2 separate regions of the Mus musculus genome follow, and region 1 is linked to region 2. A link is a contact called in public HiChIP or PLAC-seq data. All regions are on one chromosome and are shown on one strand. The core of a region is the stretch at or near the end of the contact, and the rest is flanking DNA. Distances in the headings are between cores, read along the strand shown. Region 1 has its middle 29 kb from the start of Gm34353. Region 2 overlaps Gm4258 (a long non-coding RNA gene).

Region 1 (2,840 bases), core at 256-2,755, 120 kb before region 2:
GTCCACATCTTCAAAGGGAAATCAAGTAGAATTTATTGCCATCATACATGAAACATCATCGCTGCCACAGTCTCAATTAATATGACACTGGCAGAAACACTCCACTATTTCCTCTGGGATTGTAATAAATGCTATTTTATCTTCAACGTTCACATGCAAATTGTGCTTTCTTTTTCTCTTGATGGATACCAGCACTCTCTCTGTGCTCAGTTCTCATTGCAAATGGTGGATGCGCCAAGAAAGATCTTGCACTGCAGGAAAATACATTTTTTTTCCCCTTTAATTTGGAACAGCACATTCTACTTCAATGCCAGAATTTTTAGTATGTCACCATTACATTTCAGTATGGAAAGGTAAATGACACAGACTTCACAAGTGTTCCTCAAGAATGTAGCTAATTCAAACCATGAATGGCCTCTCTTATGAGTGGGGGCACTGTCAGGAAGATGGCAAATCACCTATGCCCCCATCTTACCAAGATCATTAATTTCAAATTGCCTCAGTGGGAGTTGTAGATATCTAGGGGTAGGACCTCGGTATTTATTGTGACTAAGTCAGCTGATGTCTTTGTGTTTTCTTGCCTTTCATGAATATAGAGGTTTTAAAAGTATTTTTAATGCAGTCTATATCACATTAAATGTATCAGTTTGAATACATGTCCCGACCTGTGCTGTTTTCACCCAGCTTCCAAACATGTGGGACCATTTAAGCTTTCATAGCATGGCACTTTACACATGAATAGTGTTTACTCGGTGCTTGGTAGAGTTTTGTCTCTTTAAATTTTGAATTAGTTGCCAGTACCAGGCTTGTGCATTTTAAGCAGTAACTTTCCATCAACCAAGCCAACAGCATTCTTTCTCCTTTTTGAAAATCATGGCTGATTAAAAGTCTAATGCAACAGCTGTTAGTGATCATGTGATTGATATGTTTTTAAAGACAGATGTTGACGATTAAAAGCAGAGCACTTGGGTTTCTCTGTTGTAGATGAGTGTTTTTGAATGGCTGCTGCCGTTTTCCCCATTTTGCTTTCTCTTATTTTCTTCTCCTGGCTCTTTTTCCTCTTCTTTTCATTGCCAATGTAATGTAAAGAAAGCAGCCTATTTAAAACTTTTTACAATAGTGTGCACCCTACCATTTTCCAAACAAGTGTTGGGAGGTGTTCCAGGTTTGACAGTTAAAACAAAACAAAAACAAAACAAACAAACAAAAAGGTAAACTTTTACTTTGAAATTCAAGAGATTCTCTTTCAGCTCTGTCTGATAAGCATGAATATGGTGAAATTCAGCAGAGTTGAGTAGTTCTCAGATGGCCTTGAGTTGTTTAAAAACAGCATATATTTAAATCAGAAACCATAACTTCAACTAGTTCTGGTTTTCATTGTTAGAGACTCCTCAAAGTTTTCTCATTTTAGAGAAATTCTTAAAGGGCAAAGCTCATGCATTCCATTGAACTCTCTTTGAACATTCAAAGCCATTGTACTTGAATGCCGTGTGCACATTCCTTCTCTGTAACTCTGACCAGGAGATCCTGTCCTGAAATGTTGGAGCCCGAGGATGTGATAATCGTCATTTCTGAGTGGATTGGATTTCTGAGTGGATGTCTTGGGAAATGATTCATCTGATGCTATCTACTAGAAGAAATAAAAGATTGTGCTGTAAAAAAGAAAAACAGGACAACTTACAGAGAATCATGATGTTTTAGAACCACAAAGGCTTTGTCAATCACTGGAGAAAGAGAGCATTTAAGACCCTCACCATTCAGTGTAAAGGTTCAGGAGTCAGGAGTGAAAGGTGATTAATCAACGGGAGCCAGGGAGCCCTCTGAAGGATTCGGGTACAGCCAGCACGTTTACTCCTGCGGTTGGAACCTTTTAGCTTGTTCCAGTTTGGGTGGTCCTCCAGGATCTACACTTCTGCTAGTTACCCAGAAAGGATGGAAAAGCCATTAGCTGAGCCCCAGTGAAATCAGAATATAAGCTGCAAGGCTCAGTCTCTCGGTAAATACTAAGCATTTTTGTAGTACCTTTAACCCTAGAATTAACTGGAGACAGCTGTAATATAATTCCCACTTCACACAGAAAGAGGGAAACAGTAATTTATCAGCGTGACTAAATAACTGAAGCTTTCTGCGAATAAAAATAAATCATCAGAATGCAAGTTATCCATTTAGCTCAGTCCTTAAGAAACCATCTCTCAAAGGACTAGGCAGACATACATACCCAGCCTGAGAATAAAAGACCCAAGTGCATCTTGCTCCGGCCTCATCAGCATTCAGGAGCTGTATGTAATTCACATGGATCTCATGTCTTTGTGCCTGTCGTTATTATTATCTCCAGCCTCAAAATCAGTATTCATTCAATCTGTATGCATTTAGGGCTGCTTTCAATATCTCCACTACCGTTTTACATTGAGGGGCTTTGTTTTGACATGCACAATATTTGGTCTGAGACTAATGGCTTATTGTTGCTCTGAGGATGGAAGAAGCAGCACTCATCAATGACACCCCACACTCACCCACAAATGCTGACTACGTGGTACTCTGCATTGAACACAATGTCAGATAATGTGCAAAGAGTGCCTATGAACCCACAACACACTTCCAAACCCTATTGTGAACTTTAAAAAGTTTGGAGATTTATTTTTATTTTATGTTCCTGTCTCCCTCTCCCTCTCCCTCCCCCTCCCCCTCCCCCTCCCCCTCCCCTCCCCCTCCCCTCCCCCTCCCCCTCCCCCTCCCCCTCTCTGTGTTTAAATGTATGACAGGGTGTGTGTGAGAGCCCTAGGATATCAGAAGAAGGCATTCAATCTTTGGGAGATGGCCTTATGGGCCATTGTTAGTCA
Region 2 (3,297 bases), core at 751-3,250:
CGTGATCCCATTCTCCATTATTTTCTATAGCCTGGCTCTGATTCATGATTAAATCAACTCCGTGGTTCTGATGGTAAAGATAAGCTGTAGCTAGTTATAAAGTAAAACATTAGATGGCACTTTACTCTCATTTCTATTGTTAGGTCATAGTTTTGATCTCGTAAGATTTTAAACATAGTCACACAGGGTAAGGCAGAATTGGGCAAATTGGAGCAGTGAACTCATATTTGTAATTGGCTTTTCCAATTTTAAGTCAATAAGAAAAATATTTAATATGAGAATAGCTCACATGCTTAAAGACATGATGACAGTCCTCGGTCTCATGTATGGAAGTACAAGTTTGACTCACAGAGAGTTACAGTAAGCTATCCGAACTTTAATTTTCCCAAAGTTTGTAAAAAATTGACTTCATGTACTAGTGGCTTAGACCACAACTTTCAGAACTGTAAATTCTAGCAGTCCATCTTGATATTTGTATAATTTTGACACAAAAATCCTAATGAACGTTACCATTCCTAAGATGTATAAATTTTCAAACATTTGCATGAACGTAGCTCATGACAAAGCATCTCTTTATTTGTCAATCTCTATATTTGTCAATATATTTGTTACATACTAGGCTGTCCCCCATCCCAAATAATGAGTATAACCTTGAATCCAGGGCCTGCACTGCTATAAAGCCTCTATAGGATTTTCCAGTGGCACCAATAATTGATATTTACTTTCTTAATTTCTGTCTGCTTTTAAAATGTGCACCACGAGTTCAACTTTTCTTCTAAGATTTTATGTCAAAATAATGTCAGTATCTCACAGTTTGCCATTCCAAAAACATACTTAGAACATAGTACTTTTAACTGTAAAAATGAATATAAAGATAATGATTTGAGTCAAGAATTTATCCAAAAGAGCGTCTGAGTATAGCTCAGTGGTCAAATCTGTGCTTAGCACACGTTAGGCCTTGGGTTCAAGCCTTAGCACCACAACATCCCTAAAATGAGCTTGACAACAACAAAAAAATTATGGGTGCCTACCAAAGTAGATACCCACTTTCAAAGCATATATAACTAACTTCATTGAACTATATATTATGTATATACATATGTATATACATATATACATACATATCTCATCTTCTATTTCCAGTATTATTGTTAGAAAAAGTATGAATAAACATCAAGGAAAATATTTTTCATTTCTTATCATTCATTTACAATATATCAAAAAATCTTGATAATTAATATTTCCATAAAATTGAAAATGCATGCAGATAATACTAATAAATATCATGTATACATATGACATAATAATGATTTACATAAGGAATGGGGAAAATAAATATGACATTCTATCTTCCTATCTCAATTCAATTGTTATGCTACTATTTTAAGGTACTTTTTTAAAAAACAAAGCTGTGTAAGTGAATGACAATTCTTTTGGATTTTTATGATTAAATGAGAGAATCAGATCAACTAATTTACACTAAAGAATAATCATGCAGTTATTTAATGTTAAACATTTTCAATATTTTCAGCTAGTTTGGATAGGCTAGGAAGGGTAAAATACAAAGCCAGAGCTGAGGCAGAGGCTTACAATGCCTCTAGTGATTTCTGTCCCGGCCCTTCCTCTGCACATGGTCAATTAGAATTGAAAATCCTGTGCTGATTTCATTCGCTGGAATTTTTAAGCAGGTCAGGAAGAAAGATGTTATTGAAAGGAAGAGTCTCATCTAAATAAGAAAGGAGCGTGTGGCCATCTGGTCTTAGCTATACGTATAAAAAGTTATTTCAGCTGAACTAAGGGTTGGTGTTTTAAAAGATGTGCCAAAAATCAACCCAAAATTCATTTATTTGTTTTATATATATATATATATATATATATATATATATCCTAAATGTTTCTGTTTAAACTTCCAAATATGCATTTGGTTCATTTCCTATCTGTGATTCATGAGTCGGTCTGACCCCAGTGTCTCCCTGGGCCTGAGTAGGTTGCAAGCAGAGGGCCAGTCCATCACTTTCCATACTCTCTGCCATCACGAGGGCATCTAACAAAACAGTGGCTCTTTTGTAAGTTATAAAAATCACTTTGATAGTATTCATTCCAATTAATCTTGAGTTCAGCACGCGTTCAGAGTGGAGGTAGGAGATTTGGAGCATAGAGCAGCTGAACCAGTTCCCCTTCTTAGCTATTGCGACCAGAGTTTCCTTCCATCTCTGAACACTGCTTGGGCATCTGTGCACAATAATTTCAGGCCTTTAACCTACAGGGTAAGCTTTAAAAAACACAATCTTTTTCTTCATGAGAGATTACGACCACAGAGTGTACTTTCAGGAATCAACTGGGTGCTCAGAAACACAGTCTAGTTCTGTAGTAATTATTGTTCTGTTCTTCAAATTTGGATTGAAGTTTTTGAGTTAGGAAAGTAGTAGGGTGTGTAGTATCTATAATAATATCTCACCCACTTTACTCAGTACCTGAGCATGATTCTCACTTAGAAGAATCATAACCAGTGGATCTTGCTACCCAAGTTTCATTGTATTAAAGTACAGTCACACTCTACGTTTCAAACCCTCTTGTACAATAACAAAAATAAATTGTGACCACAATCCTATATTCTAGTGTGCATGTTAAATATCACCCACACCTGGTCACAACCCTCAGCTGATGCTGAGGAGCCAGTAAAATCTACAACAAAAAGACTTGGAGTAAGAATATTCTGTGATCACCAAGGCTCTTGATGCATCCCTGACATGAAAGGACATGGGTTGTTTTCTGTTTGGGTACATCTATCTCCTGTTTGTTCTGCTATTTCCAATAAACCATTACCATTGTGTAAGGAGAACAAACTATAGGAAATTGTTTGCTCACAGTTATGTTCTGAAACACCATTTGTTCTTGAACTGGCCTTACGTCGTCCAGCTATTTCAATCAAGTCCATTATCTTCTTGTCTTTGAAAGATGCCTTTCTAGTAACCTGTATCCCCAGAGGGCCAGGTCAGGTCTGCCTTTTAGAAAGTAGGGTGGAATCAAAAACAGCTTGTTCATTTTCTCTCTTGGAGAAAGAAATTAAATTATTTTTCATCAGGCCAGAACTTCAGTGTGTGTTGGGAGGGAACCTTTACACGAAAATAGAAAGTCATGCCTTAGAAAAAGTTATTTACTTGTTTACATTGGAGTGTTACGCCACAGAAATACCAGTCAACTTATATAATTTTTGTAAGTACAAAATGTGTTAATTCTTCAACTGTATGCTTTTCTGGACAATAATCAAATGAAGCAGTAATTTTTTATTCTCTT

Evidence for each region. HiChIP or PLAC-seq counts read pairs in DNA pulled down with a chosen protein or histone mark.
Region 1: an H3K4me3 HiChIP or PLAC-seq map of neural progenitor cells shows a contact between it and region 2, with 29 read pairs. The contact joins two enhancer-like sites. A contact is called at or near these places in 1 of 15 datasets of contacts at CTCF or cohesin (CD8 T cells), 17 of 484 Hi-C or Micro-C datasets (the C2C12 cell line, CD8 T cells, the N1E-115 cell line and 11 more) and 9 of 115 datasets of contacts at active chromatin or transcription factors (the HPC-7 cell line, the SCID.adh cell line, bone marrow-derived macrophages and 6 more).

Annotation. Positions count from the first base shown.
Region 1 is chr1:138,021,801-138,024,640 of GRCm38.p6, reverse strand. No RefSeq gene overlaps it. Among named protein-coding and RNA genes, the nearest start is that of Gm34353, 29 kb to the right of the region's middle. Within about 2 kb of position 1,505, at least 36 of the 459 cell types and tissues checked have an H3K27ac peak or open chromatin away from gene starts, as enhancers often do. A contact at or near this core is called in neural progenitor cells, where this site is marked.
Region 2 is chr1:137,901,889-137,905,185 of GRCm38.p6, reverse strand. It overlaps Gm4258 (a long non-coding RNA gene), which reads right to left. Exons shown (of 3, transcript XR_003948014.1): 2 at 1-3,297. Among named protein-coding and RNA genes, the nearest start is that of Gm4258, 5.1 kb to the right of the region's middle. Within about 2 kb of position 2,000, at least 33 of the 459 cell types and tissues checked have an H3K27ac peak or open chromatin away from gene starts, as enhancers often do. A contact at or near this core is called in neural progenitor cells, where this site is marked.